2 separate regions of the Mus musculus genome follow, and region 1 is linked to region 2. A link is a contact called in public HiChIP or PLAC-seq data. All regions are on one chromosome and are shown on one strand. The core of a region is the stretch at or near the end of the contact, and the rest is flanking DNA. Distances in the headings are between cores, read along the strand shown.

Evidence for each region. HiChIP or PLAC-seq counts read pairs in DNA pulled down with a chosen protein or histone mark.
Region 1: a contact with region 2 is called in an H3K4me3 HiChIP or PLAC-seq map of bone marrow-derived macrophages, with 2.6 times the contacts expected there. The contact joins the enhancer-like site here to the promoter of Spty2d1 in region 2. A contact is called at or near these places in 5 of 39 promoter capture datasets (the 3T3-L1 cell line, the HPC-7 cell line, cranial neural crest and 2 more), 3 of 15 datasets of contacts at CTCF or cohesin (CD8 T cells, the NIH/3T3 cell line and large pre-B cells), 6 of 484 Hi-C or Micro-C datasets (B cells, Th1 cells, bone marrow-derived macrophages and 2 more), 5 of 115 datasets of contacts at active chromatin or transcription factors (CD8 T cells, the SCID.adh cell line, bone marrow-derived macrophages and 2 more) and 3 of 9 other capture datasets (adipose tissue, liver and pancreatic islet).

The regions. Positions count from the first base shown.
Region 1 is chr7:47,102,502-47,109,018 of GRCm38.p6, forward strand. All of the region lies in intron 2 of Ptpn5 (protein tyrosine phosphatase, non-receptor type 5), which reads right to left. It overlaps Gm14377 (a long non-coding RNA gene), which reads left to right. Exons shown (of 4, transcript XR_003946769.1): 1 at 1-763. Among named protein-coding and RNA genes, the nearest start is that of Gm14377, 10 kb to the left of the region's middle. Within about 2 kb of position 1,745, at least 82 of the 459 cell types and tissues checked have an H3K27ac peak or open chromatin away from gene starts, as enhancers often do. A contact at or near this core is called in B cells, CD8 T cells, Th1 cells and 2 more, where this site is marked.
Region 2 is chr7:47,005,023-47,012,242 of GRCm38.p6, forward strand. Spty2d1 (SPT2 chromatin protein domain containing 1) reads right to left here and starts at 3,392. Exons shown (of 6, transcript NM_175318.4): 1 at 3,053-3,392. The coding sequence starts at 3,112. It overlaps Gm32031 (predicted gene, 32031), which reads left to right and starts at 3,532. Exons shown (of 2, transcript NR_166573.1): 1 at 3,532-3,571; 2 at 3,702-3,986.

The DNA of each region.
Region 1 (6,517 bases), core at 495-2,994, 96 kb after region 2:
CGTCCGTGATTTACCCTGCTGATCTGACTGACCAGAAAGAAGCCTCAGATCATCGTTCCTGCCCAGAGCCCTGTTAAGAGTAGCGCACTGTATGTTGCTAGCATGGGAGAGGATCCAAATGTGAGGTTCTGTTTCTTCTGCTTCACCTTCACCTTCAAGTCAGAAAGAACTTTAGTTCCAACCATTGTAAGACACGGATTGTCTATTCAATATACACAATTTGAAAATAGAGAATGAAATGTTGAAGTTCTTCAGCAAGGGCAGGAATAAGAATGAATGTTAGACACATGAGCTATGTATAGAGGGCACAGCAGAGAGCAAAGGAAGCAAGTGCAGGAAGCCAGACAGGGGCCTCATGTGGACCACTGAAGAAGCATGGCCTGCCTTGCTGGAAGCTCTCAATACCCTCCCCACCTCCAAGGAAACCAGAAACCAAACCACTGAACTAGAAATTGGTCCGGTGTCTAAAGAGAAAGACAGGACAGACAGGGCCTTTTGTTCTGTCTCCTAAGTCTGGGGGAGCTGGAGAGATCCTGCTTGGGAATCAACACCTCCCAGAAGGAAAGGCTCATGGATCTGGTTGCAGCATAGATGATTGTCAAGGAGCCTTTGAATCTCCCTTTACCTGAGTGGGCTCGCCAACATGACCTCTGAGTCATTTTGTCGGTTTTCTACAAGGAAACAGGATGCCCTGGTTTTTTTTCTGGTCAGCTGTCTCTACAGAGGTCTCATAGGATTAACCAGCCCTTATTCATGGACTTGGGTGAGTCCCAGGTTTGGGGTCTGTCAACAATGCAAGCAGGGGTAAGGGTGCCCTCCAACCTACAACTACCATTTAATTAGCATTTTGGGATGGTTCATTGTTATATCCTAAGACTCTGTCTCTTTGAATTATAAGGATTTAACTGTGTTAAAAGATGGACATTTTATATTCATGGTTTAAGACTGATGGCACACTAGCCCATATATACAATTATATAGAATTTAACTTGCAAATTGAACAATGAAAGATACAAAGAAGGAAGCATACTGAAATATTCTAGTGGGTTGAAAATGAAGCTGGATGGAGGGTGATAGTTACATTAAGCTTTACTAAAAGCTTTTCAAATTTAATTATTCATCTTTTAAGCAATATAGTAGACAGCCCCCAAGGTGGCCCTCAATGATCCCACCTCCTGGTATTCATAACCCTGTGCAGTCTCTCCCACATGATAACCATGTTAGGCTCTGTGGCCAAAAGCACACAGCAGAAGTGAAGGCATAACACTTCTATGATTAGGTTAGAAGAGACTGTGACTTCCATCTGGGGTGCTCTCTCCTGCATGGCATGCTCTCTGAAGTCACCCACACTGGGGGAACCAGTGTCTTATTGGGTCGCTATGGAAGGGTCTGCTTGGAGAGGAACTGAGACCAACAGGCTGCAGGAATAGGAGGCATGTTAACAGCTGTGGGTGAATTTAGATTAAAGCAGGTGTTTGGCTTCAGCTAAGTTTTGAGATTACTGTACAATGACTAACATATTGAGATGTTCTGAAAGGCTAAGCCAGAACCATAAGCCCTTTAAATCATCCCTGGACTCCTGAGTAAAAAACACAGTAAGATAATGAATGTTTAAAGCTGTAAAGTTTTTGGTAACTTGTGCAACAAAATTTGCCTAACACAGGCAGCCTTACCCCTTTCTGAGATGACAGACTTCCTGAGATGACAACATGCTGGACTCACATCCTCTTGGCTGGGTGTGGCTATGGTGGGTGTGGCTATGGTGGGTGTGGCTATAGTGTGCCTTGCTGCTGGGCTCTAGGACCATTGGTGTGGGCTGGTAGAGGGAGGAACTGGGTTAGGTGGACAGAAGAAGTGCAGTCCCAAATGGCCTTGTTTGTAATGGAGAAATGGTCTCTTAAAAATTTATATTTTTAATTAAGTAAGTGCCTTTTTTTGAATGTATGTTTGCCATGGCATGTGTGTGGAAGCCGGAGGGCACCTTGCAGGAGTGGGTCTTTCTTTCTACCATGTAGTTCTCAGGGATTGAATTTAGGTCATGAGATTTAGTAGCAAGCACCTTAATCTGACAATCTCTCTTGCTGGGTCAGAAATGGCTTGTTTTAAGGAAGGTGATAATCAACTGGAATTTGGCAAAAAACAAAACAAAACAAAACAAAACACAAAAAACAAAACCAAAAACCAATCTGTCTTAACAGTCACAGTCAGCCTCAGCCTGAGTGGGGTGGGCCGATGTTTAGAGATGTGAAATGATTTGTTCAGGATCCCAAGCTTTGAAAGGAAGGGCTCAGATTCATATCCGGGTCTGAATCTAACAATAGAAAGCAGATAAAGTGAATAGACTCTGGTTTACAAGGTCCATGCACGTACCAGCTCACTGTGGCCTCACAACTGCTGTGGGAAGACCAACTTCCCCACTCTCCAGTGCAGGAGAGTGACCTGAGGGCTGGAGTGGTTGGTGCAGGGACTTGTCCTGGTCCAGCTATGAGAGTGACGCCAGGCACTTGGGCAGATGTGCTCAGCACTGCCATTACACCAGGAGAATGGCTCTTAGTTTGCTTATGTTTAAAAGACTGCTTTCTTTCCTCTTTGACTAGGTATCCCTCTCACAAGTGAGGGGTCCATGAAGCCAAGAAGACATTTGTTTCCCCCTTTCTACCCACATCCAGAGCTTCTCTGTGTGTCCTGGCCTGAGTCTGGCTGTTGAGTATGGTGTTCTCTCTTCTTGTTTCCTATAAGCAACAAACTGCTCTGTGCACTTCTACTTTGCAGAAGGTGTGTTTGGAGCTCAGATGCATGGGCCAGAGTGCCCCTGCGCATAAGTGCATGTGAGCATCCTTATGGTGGATAGAGCCAGCTAGGCTAGTTTTGGTTTTCTCCAAACCTTGAATCTTAATGCAGAATGACAAGGAGTCATAATTAGCTCCTGGCTTAACTTATGAACCTGGCTTTCCAACTCCTTACAGATGAATATTGTCCAGATAGAAGGATGTAAAATATTCCATTTCAAAACATATTGGCTCTATTTCCAACTTTAATTTATTTTGGTATAGCACACAGTGGCCTAACAAGTGTTGGAGAGGAGTCTGCACACAGCCGTGCTTTTTACAAGCAAGTAGAAAAGCCAAAGACTTAAGATAGGCAGAAGTGCGGTGTTGATATAAGGAAAGGCTTGGAAAAACAATGGGGGTAGGAAATGGGAGAAAGGAATTGATATTTAAGAAAGAAACCAGTGTAAGAGGAGCAGAGGAGATGATGAAGGACGCCATGGCAGATGAAGGTGGTGTAGATTCTTGAACTTGGTCCATCAAGAGGAAACATGTTTCTTCCTTTACTTTCGTCTGGGCTGAGAGTATGGCTAGCTCTGATCAGTAAATCAAAATAATACTATAGTTTCTGAGGCTTAGGAAATATGAAGCACCAGTTTCTACCCTCTTGGGGTGTTCTATCTTAGAAGTCAGCTGCTATATGAGAAGTCCACGTACTCGCAACTACCATGCTGTGAGGTAACCCAGGCTAACTAAAGAGAGAATGAAGCCAAGTGGCAGAGACGGAGGCACCAGGTGCATACGAAAAGTTTTCTCTCGGACATTATTTCCCTGGTCAGCAGCAGGTGAGCGCAGCCCAGTGGATTACCTCAGCTAATGTGGAACAGAAGAACCCCTGGCGGATTCTTGCCTGATCCTTTAGCTTTTGAGCGGGTTAAGATGGTCTCTGTTTGAAGCCACTAAGTTTTGAGACAGTTTATAAGGCAGTGATAGGCTGAGATCTGTAAAGAAGAAATGAGCCCAAGTCAAAGGACAAGGTTGAAAGGGCGCGCTTTACGAGGAGGTTATAAAGAATATATTGAGAGCTATGGTGACTGGATAAAAAAGGAGAGCATCTGTCCCCACGTGTCTTAGGAATGGAATGAATTCTCACCTGTCTCAGTGGGCTTTGGCATCAACCTTTGTGAAGGCAGCAGCCGCTGAGACTCTTTTTTAGTGTCTCTGCACACCCAGACAACTCCCTACAACATCATAGCCATGTCCACCTCTGTGAAGCTAACAGGGCAGAGGTTGTTCTCTTGCCAGTTGTTGGTCCCTTTCCTATTTGATTTACAACAGTACTCTTGTCTGAGGCTACATTGGCTCTGTGAGCTCTCAGACCTGTGGTGGACAGTCATGGAAGCTATGCTGCTGAAGGCCTGGTCAGAACTGGAAGTTTGAGCCCTGGAGCAGGCTTAGAAAAAATGAAAGATTAATATTTTTATTTTTTCTGTTCATGCTCCATATTATGGAATGACTACCATCGTTATTAGCTACCGTTTATGGAATACTGTGCAACAAACACTTTCGATCTATTAAGTCATTCATTAACTTAACCTTACATCTTATATCTATCACCATTTGTAGTTGAGAGAATAGACATTTGAGGTCAACTCAGATGATCTACCTAAGGCCATGGTGCCAGTTAGTGACAGAGCTAAAACATGAACCCAGGTCTGTCTACCTCCCCAAAGCACTTCAAGGCTCATCCTCTTGGGTTCCTGCTCTCACTTCTGCCTTGGTGTCAGGAAATAGTTAAGATCCACCACTGTTGACTGGTGGATACTTGGCTAAGGCCTCTTCTCAAGGCAATGATATTATAAAATGTCACTTCATTAGTGTCTTAGCACATCCTAACAGTGCTTTGTTTATAATGGCCCAAAGGCTCAAATTATCAGTCAGTGTAAACATCTCTAAATGCATTAGAAGTTCTAAATGAAAACAGAAGCATCAATGTAGTAAAGGAATAAAAACCAGCAGAAAGGGGCTAGGGGTCACTGCAGAGTTAGGATAAGCAAGCCTTCATGAGTACAGGTCTCAATCTTCTCTATTCCATAAAATGGCACCCAGGATAAGCAATTGCTTCTTGTTGAGGCCAAGATTGCTTCCCTGGGTTCAGACAATAATCCACTGAACACTAGTCAGTCTACATATAGAGTACTATGCCTAGTGCTGGGCTGGGACCTGCCTTCAAGTTATCAAGACTGAAGATGGAAGCAGGGCTCATAAGCTACCCGCCCAAGAAGTCATCTCTGACCCTACCCAAAGGACAAATTCTAGGCCTTCACTGTACACTTGAAACCTTGTGTGAATATCAAACACTTAACTCTTAGGGTAGCTGGGACGATCATGACTCTAATCAGCTATAGGGGCTCTCTGGGGTACCTTGGTCTCAAGAGCAATGTCATTCTTAGATGTGGGACTTGCATTTCCTCTCATTAGGCCATACCATTCTTTTAGGGCAATAATTTACAAGGTCCAGGTGCCCATGCACCTACCTGGTGTCCATGCCTTCTTCTCAGGCAGTACTCTGATAATGAGGTCTTCAGAATTCCCTTTTATCATGACCTGATGCCTATATGATTCCCCCCCCCCCCCGGCCTTAGGAGCATCATTTTGAGGGTACATACTAATTGAGGTGAATTGTGGATCATGATTAGTTATACAGTGTGATGTGCCTATGTGCATACATGCAAGGGCCCTTGCAGTAAGAGATTGGCCGGGAGGTGGCATACCATTAAAGACCTCCCTTGTAAAATTCAGGAGTCAGCTTGTCCATGAGTCTGCTCATTGGAGACACTGAAAGCGAGACTTAATGATGTCACTTGATAGTGTGGCCTGCTCATCACTAATGTGGCGTCAGCATTTTCTACCTCCTGTGTACCCAAAGGAAGCGGTTGGATTTGAGGCTAGGGCCATGGCAATGCTGGCTGGGGGAAGAACAGAGCCCCCAGCATCAACACGGTTATTTGCTTTGGTGTTCATGCAAATGTGAACACCTACATGCCCAAGAGCAGGAAGTGTGGGTTTGCATGTACCAATGCATTTGGGTGACTGCGAGCAAGGAAAGCCAGCATGCGAGGGGAGTGGGAGAGAGGAGAGTGACCACCTAAAAAGAAGTGTGCGTGTTGGGGGGAAGAAAAGATGTCTGTGCAAGCATGGAGTGACAGGTCTACACCAAGTATCAACCATGGTCCCTGCAATCAAGAGTGCTAAATGGCAGGGGAAGAGGGGATGCAGGGGGAAGGAGTGTGCTTTCTGATCTTGGTGCACATATGTGAGGTCAGGGTGCAGTCCCAGGAGAGACCCAGAGAGAGTGAGAGGGCTGGTATGTCTTTTAGTTGCCAGGGAGCTTATGAAGTGGATAAAGGCAGATGTCACTGCAGAGCTGAGCAAGCTGAGCATGCGAGAGGAAGGAGACATGCAGGTGTGTATGTCCTCCGGAGGTGCGTGTCCACCCCCACAGGGCCCTGTGAGTCTAAGGTGGGCCACGTGCTCGGGCGACTGTGTGGGCATGTGCGTGTGTGTATGGGAGCATGCGGCTGTGTCAAATGAGAACAAACACAAAGTGTGTGAGCGCACGTGGGAGTTGCCCTGGAGGGTGTGAGCAGCCTACCCGCTTTGAAGGCAGCTGTGGGCTTCCTGGATTGCTTGTGATGCCTAAAGACATCTTCACTCCAGGGAACGCTATCTAAGAGGTCTATATGACC
Region 2 (7,220 bases), core at 2,142-4,641:
ACAACTTGGGTGAAAGTCAATGCAGGGGCGCTCCAAGGTGCTCAGTGGCTAAGAACACTTAGTTCTCTCGCAAAAGACTAAGATTCGGTTCCCAGCCCTCACAGAGAGGCTTGCAACCTTCTGTGATTCCAGTCGGAAGGGATCTGATGCCTCTTCTGGCCTCTGGGACACTGCATGCACGTGGTGCAGACATACAAGCAAAACACCCATACACATAAAATAAATTTAAAGTTTTAAAGAGGAACAAAAGGAATCTGTAAGTTGTACAAGACCCATATAAGATGGAATTGACATTCTCAACACTTTGTGTGGGAGAGGGGCTCATGAGACCTGTGATAGTTTGAATGACACTGCCTCCATAGGCTCACATGTTTGCATAGTTGGTCCCTAGTTGGAACCAAGATTTGAAGGTACCTTGGAGGAGGTGGATCACTGGTGTTGGGCTTTAGGACTTCCTAAGATGATGTTCCCATTAGCTCTCTGCTTGTGGATTGAGATGTGAGCGCTTGGTTACATGCCAGGGCCATCCCTGCCGGCCTGGTGTCATACTGGTCATGAAATCTAACCCTCAAAGCCCCCAGTAAACTCTTCTATAAGCTGCCTTGGTCATTGCGTCTTATCACAGCAATAGGAAAGGAACTCTTTGAGGTAGGGAATAAAGGTGGCTGAGCTAGTGGGTAATGGATGCTCAGGGAGGGGACGTGATTTCTTTGGTGATGCAGTCTCTGGTAAACTGGCCATGCCTCCCCAATGCTCATGCATCTAAACTCAGTGGATCTTTCTGTGACTCTCTCTCACCCACCCACCCACATCATGAAAGTGAGGGGCCTTGGGGCCTTGCTACTTTTCAGAAGCATGTGAGGGATCTGGAGATAGGGCCCGGAAATAAACAGCAGAGCACCGAGGAAACAGCAACATGAAAGCAACACACATGTAATACAACCTGTGTTGATGTATATTAAATATAAAGCACGGGACATGGGAATTTGTTAATACTCTGTGTTTAATCAGCGTTCAAATTATCCTGAGCTGATAAAATTAAGCTGGATAGATGGGTCAGATTAAGCAAGATCATGGATTAAATTTAACACTATTTACCTTGTTTTATTCCAATTGATTTCTTTTTTATGGCTTTCATTCCGTGTAAAAGATAAAGAAGTTAAGGATGCACACTGAGCCAAACCTCTAAGTTTACTCTCTCTTTTAGGGGAGGGAAGGATGGTTTATAAATGTAAATCACTTCACAGAGTACAATCACAAAGCAACCAATACACGTACTCTCTAAGTATCACGCATTTAAAATTTTTCTGCTCTAGGATGATCTGTCTGCCCTTTTCCCAGAAGCTTTGGCTTTTAGTAATTCATTCATTCTCATTCTCTCTCTCTCTAATTCATTCATTCTCATTCTCTCTCTAATTCATTCATTCTCATTCTCTCTCTCTAATTCATTCATTCTCATTCTCTCTCTCTCTCCCTTCTTTTTTTTTAGTTTTTTGAGACAGGGTCTCTCTCCTTAGCCCTGACTGTCCTGGTGTAGACCAAGCTGGCTTTGGACTCACAAGATCCTCCTGCCTCTGTGAGTGCTGGTATTAAAGGTATGAGCCATTACACCCAACCAGATATTGGCTTTCTAAATCTGGGTTCTGATTCTTCCACAAGACAATTCTTGGGCACTAAAGCTAGTATCTGTTTTTGTTTTTTTGTTTTTCTTTTAAACTTTTCTCGAGATTCAAGAAAATTTAAGATAAAATACAGACCAAATTATGCAAACATGATTATGATATCTAACAGTAATGTGACTAGATAATCTACAAATGCATAAAGTACAAATGCATAAAGGCTTGTGCCCACAGCAAAACCTGCAAGGCTGATGAGATGTGGCTTAGCAGAATCTTATTGAGTGATTATTATCAGGGTGGGACATATATGTGTGTGTGTGTGTGTGTGTGTGTGCATGCATACAAATATAACTACGTTTACTCATTAATTTAGGTAGATATACTCAAGGGTTAAAAAATAGGCTGGATTTGACAGGAAGTGACAAGATAGGAAAAAATACTGCAACATACAAAATTAGGAAATGCAGAATCCAAGTGAGATCGCAAATTCCAACTGATTGACTCTAGAAGGTTCTTTTAAGTTGGACACTTCACAGATTAAATCTCGGGTATCACATTGCGATATATCGGTTTACAGCTGTTCTGTGGGTACCTTCTGGTGATCCAGAAATGAGTAGTTTATGCAAAACAGCTATAACCCCAGAAAGCAGATGTGGGACCACTTCAGTATTTACCTCTGAAAATACTATCAAACTCACACATTTACTGAGCAAACGGAACCTAAAAATCTGGAAGCCCACTAGGAAATGAAAGCTGAAAAAGGCTTTGCCCAATCCGTTCGCACAGGGAACCGATAGATCCAAGGGACATACGGCAAATAAAAGGTCTACCAGCACACCCGCAGCCCACATGATCACCTCACAGTTGGCTATGGATTTCCTGCAAAGCCCTGAACTCTTTCCAACAGAAGATACCTCCTTGGCAGGTGATACCATCTTTGGTTCAGTGGGTGGGGCCACGAACCGGAGAACGCTTTCAAGAAATCACAAAACGTTCACCTGGAAATCCGTATTCGACCCGCTAAAAGACCCAAAGGCTATCAGGACAAGTCCTTAAAGTTCTTAAAAGTCCCCGAGTTTCCTGACTATACTGGTCCTCAATTTAGGGGCTGAAGTTTATTCGACGCCAGGCGCTACTAATGCTACACAGTATTCAGTCAGGCGCGGCTTATCCCCCCCGACTTTGCGCAACTCTTAAAAACACCGAAAGCCGCAAAGCCTACTTTTCAGGGCACAGGAGCTGGCGAAAGCGACCCCAAGAAAGCGCTCCCTTTTCCATCCCCAGCTCCCGTGTACCCACACCTCCGCTAAAACTCCAGAAGAGGGCGTGCGTAGTTCAGGCTTTCCCGAGGCCGACAGACGCTCCCCGAGAAGTTCCACCCACCACACACGAACTTGACGCCCGGGTTTCCTACAGCAACCCCGGGGACTCACCGGTACGTGGTTGACACCTTGTCCTTTGGAAGCGATCAAGAGGATTTCCCTGAAGTCCATGTCTGGCCGAAGAGAAAAGCCCGGCTGGGCCGGGGACTCGGGACGCGGTGGATGCGAGTCTTGCCTCTCGCTGAGCCTAAGCGCTACTGACTGGCTTGCCTTGGTGGCCCTTCTCTCGCCGCCCCTCGACACCGACACTTCCGGCGCCTTCTAATGCCGTGTACCGCCCCCGCGCTGCCGCCGAATACGAAGTATGTGTGTGTATGTATACACACATACACACACACACTCACACACACACGCTCAGCGCCTCCGCAGCGCTCGCAAGTATTTGCGCAACTTCCGCTTTCGGAGATAAGACACGGAAAACGGGTACGTGGCCGTTGGCGTTGGCTCAAATGGGTGGGACTGAGGCTTTTACTAGCCAATCAGACGCAAAATGGCAGTTTAGGGGTGTGGCTAAAGGGGGCGGGGAGAGCGGTCAGCCCGAGGATCTTCGCGGCGAGAGAGGGTTTCAGTGTGAGATCCGGGGAGGGTGGGGTGGGAGGGGGGGGGGTGGAGAAGAAGAGAGACCCGACCCCCTTCTAGAGCTGGGCTCTGTAGGTGTCACGCGTGGATGTACAGATTCCAAATGACGGTATTCCAACAGCTGGTGCGACAGGTCTGGAGCAAGGGATCTCGGTTTCGTTTCGCTGGAGCCCCGAAGCTACGCATGCGCACAAGAATCCTGTCCCTGGGACGCCAGTTATCTCCTGGAGGCACCTGATGTTCTTTTAAAAACCTAGGGAAAGAGCGAAGACCTTCGTCACATGCCAAGCAGAACTTGACTCTGACGCACTGCAGAATATAGTGCATTCATTGGGAGTCTAGCCTGACTTTCTTTTGCGTTATCTTGAATTTGGTCATTTCGACTCAATAAAGTAGACGTGAATAACTAGGTATACCTGAGTCTGGGGGTGGGAATGGGCTACGGACCGGTTTGGTGTGATGGAAATACCCCTAAACTGGACTGTGGGGGTGGCTGCATTATTTACTATTTTTTGTACAGCTGAAAGGGTGAGTGTATACAATAGACCTTATTCTGTGATGATGTGAGCGCCTGTATTGGAATGGCTCCACTTCAGGCTGAGTAAAAGACCAAGATGAAGCCTGCCTTCCCCCTAGAATTTTAAATTTCCTTTCCTTTCCTTTCCTTTCCTTTCCTTTCCTTTCCTTTCCTTTCCTTTCCTTTCCTTTCCTAGACAAGGTTTGTCTGTGTAGCTCTGGCTGTACTGAAATTACTCTGTTGACTAGGCTAGCCTCACACTCACAGAGTTCCACCCGCCTCTGCTTCCCAAGTGCAAGGATTAAAGGCATGCACCATCACTGGCTGGCAGTGTAGAAATTTTTCTCTTCCTCAGCCTCAGATATCTTAAGAACCCGCCCCTAACTCAACATAATATTCCTTTTATAGATACTTTTTTTGTACTTATAGATGCTTTTTAATACATACGTATATACATTTTTGTGTGTGAGTGTTTTTGCCTGTATATTAGTAAGGGCTCCATAGAATACCAGAACTTAGTTGTGCACTACTAAACAGGGCATGTCTCTTCCATGTTAAATTAGCTCATCTGAGCTGCTGTAAATGTGTACCCATGAAACTGTCAGTAACTATATAGTAGTAATGAGCATGCGTATATGTGTGTGTGCGTGTGTGTGTGTGTGTGTGTGTGTGTGTGCGCGCGCACACGCATGCGTGTGTGTCAGAGAGAGAGAGAGAGAGAGAGAGAGAGAGAGAACATGCACAGTAGCTAATGTTAAATTACTGCCGCTGCTTGTGGTAATTCAGTCAGGAGTAAGGGAATGGCAGAACCCCTATCTGTATTAGTCAGGGTTCTTTAGAGTCACAGAACTTATGAAATGTCTCTATAGTGAGGGAATTTATTGTGATTATTTACAGTTTGTAGTCCAACGATGGCCAACTATGAATGGGAAGTCCAAGAATCTAGTACTTAGTCCCACAAGGCTAGTCGTCTTGGCTGGTCTTCTGTGGAAGTTCCAACAGATCTCCTAGCAAGTAAGTTAAGGCAAAAAAAAAAGTGATTCTTCCTTCTTCCAGTGTCCTTATATAGGCTCCAGCATAAGGTGTGGCCTTGCATAAGGTGTGGTCCAACGTAAGGTGTGGCCCAGATTAAAGGTGTGTGTGTACCACCAAGCCTGGATCTGGGACTTGCTTTGCCCCAGGCTGACCTTGAACTCAGAAATTTCCTTGCCAAGATCCAGGTCAGAAACTTGTGTCTTCCAGCTTCAAGATCTGGATCACAGGTGAGCCCTCCAATTCTGGATTGTAGTTCATTCCAGATATAGTCAAGTTGACAACCGTTACACTACCTTTACAAGGAGAAACAATTAATTCAGCAGATTGATCATGAGTAACTATAACACAGAAAGTAGTAACCACTGATTAAGGAAAGTGCAGAGTGGAGCGTTGCTAGAGTTTGCAAATAAATGGCAGTTAAAACCTTTCTTATGCTTCTGAAATTGGATTTAGTTGGGTCTCCTATACTTCAGCTGGCAAAATTAGAATTTAATAGAGTTGCAGTTGGAACGTGAGTACAGATTGAATCAAGGACTTAGCAGGTATATTTACGGTGATAAGAAATAAGATTGTTAGCTGGGCAGTGGTGACTCATGCCTTTAATCCCAGCACTTGGGAGGCAGAGGTAGGCGGATTTCTGAGTTCGAGGCCAGCCTGGTCTACAAAGTGAGTTCCAGGACAGCCAGGGCTATACAGAGAAACCCTGTCTGAAAAAACAAACAAACAAACAAACAAACAAGAAATAAGATTGTTGTGCCAGGGAAATGTTGGTGATCCCCCAAAACACACAAAGAAGCCAATATGATGCAACTCATAGAAGGGTCTTTATTCTGTTCGAGCTAGCTTGGGCCCCCCACCACTGTCACACAGGACAGTTTTGGTAGTTCGGGAGCCCGGAATGTCTATCAGGGCAAGGCTTAATAGTAAGCAGCAAGCAGGGAATACATGTACAAGCATCTAATTGGAAAGCTCCCGTGGCCTTTAACATAATTGGTTGGTGCTGGGAATGCTCCCTTCTGCATTGGTGGTCGTTAGGCAAGGGGTGGGCTTGTAAGCTGGGGTGCAGTTTGTTTGGGGACTAACCTGGAGCTGTTGGTCTTGGGGGTGAGCCTAGAGACTGGAGCTAGGCTCAGGTTTTGTTGGGGAGCAACTTGTAAACTAATGCTATATACAGCCTATTAGCCTACCTGAGTTCAAACTTAGGTCAGGTTCTCTAAAATGAAGTCTGAATTTAAAAGCTTTGGCATCTCAAGATCAGGGGCTGGAGAGATGGCTCAGCAGTTAAGAGCAGCGTTTGCACTTCCAGAGTTCCTGAGTCCAATTCCCAGCAACCACATGTGTACTCACATAAAATAAATCTTTTTTTAAAAAGAAAGATCAGAAATGTGACGAAGGTTGAGAAGGTATTGAGAGCCAGAGTAGGAAGGTAGGAAGCAGCATTTAAAACAGCAGTCAGAGCTTGGATAGTTGCAGTCGCCTTTAATCCCAGCACTTGAAATGTAGAGACAGGTGAATCTCTGAGTTTGAGTCCAGCCTGGACAGCCAGAGTTACAATAGTGAGATTCTGAGCAGGGAGGCAGGAATAAATGAAAGTCCTGATGACATAGTATTTATTCCCTTTAGATTGACACAATTCAAATTCCAAATAAGCAATGCTGATAAAGGTGAGGGAAATATACCATCATGAAAATATTTGAGATCAGTTTGGTAAAATGTCTTGAAGTCTAATGCTGCAGATACGCTTGTGTACGAGACACTTCTAAATAGTCTTTACATATTAAGCAGTTGGGTCAAATGACTGCCTGAGTTCTTCCCAAATATTGTCTGTGTCAGCATTGACTTCATGTGGTTTTCTAGAGTTTATTATTATTATTGTTGTTGTTGTTGTTTGTTTGTTTGTTTTGAGATAGTGTTTCTTGACAGCCTTGGCTGACCTGGAACTTGCTCTGTAGACCAGGCTGGCCTTGAACTCACAGAGATCTGTCTGCCTCTGCCTCCCTGGATTATAAGCCCGACCTTAGTATTTTAATTTTGTGTATGTCGGTAGATATGTGTACATCAGCATAGGAGGGTGTCTGGTCTCTTGGA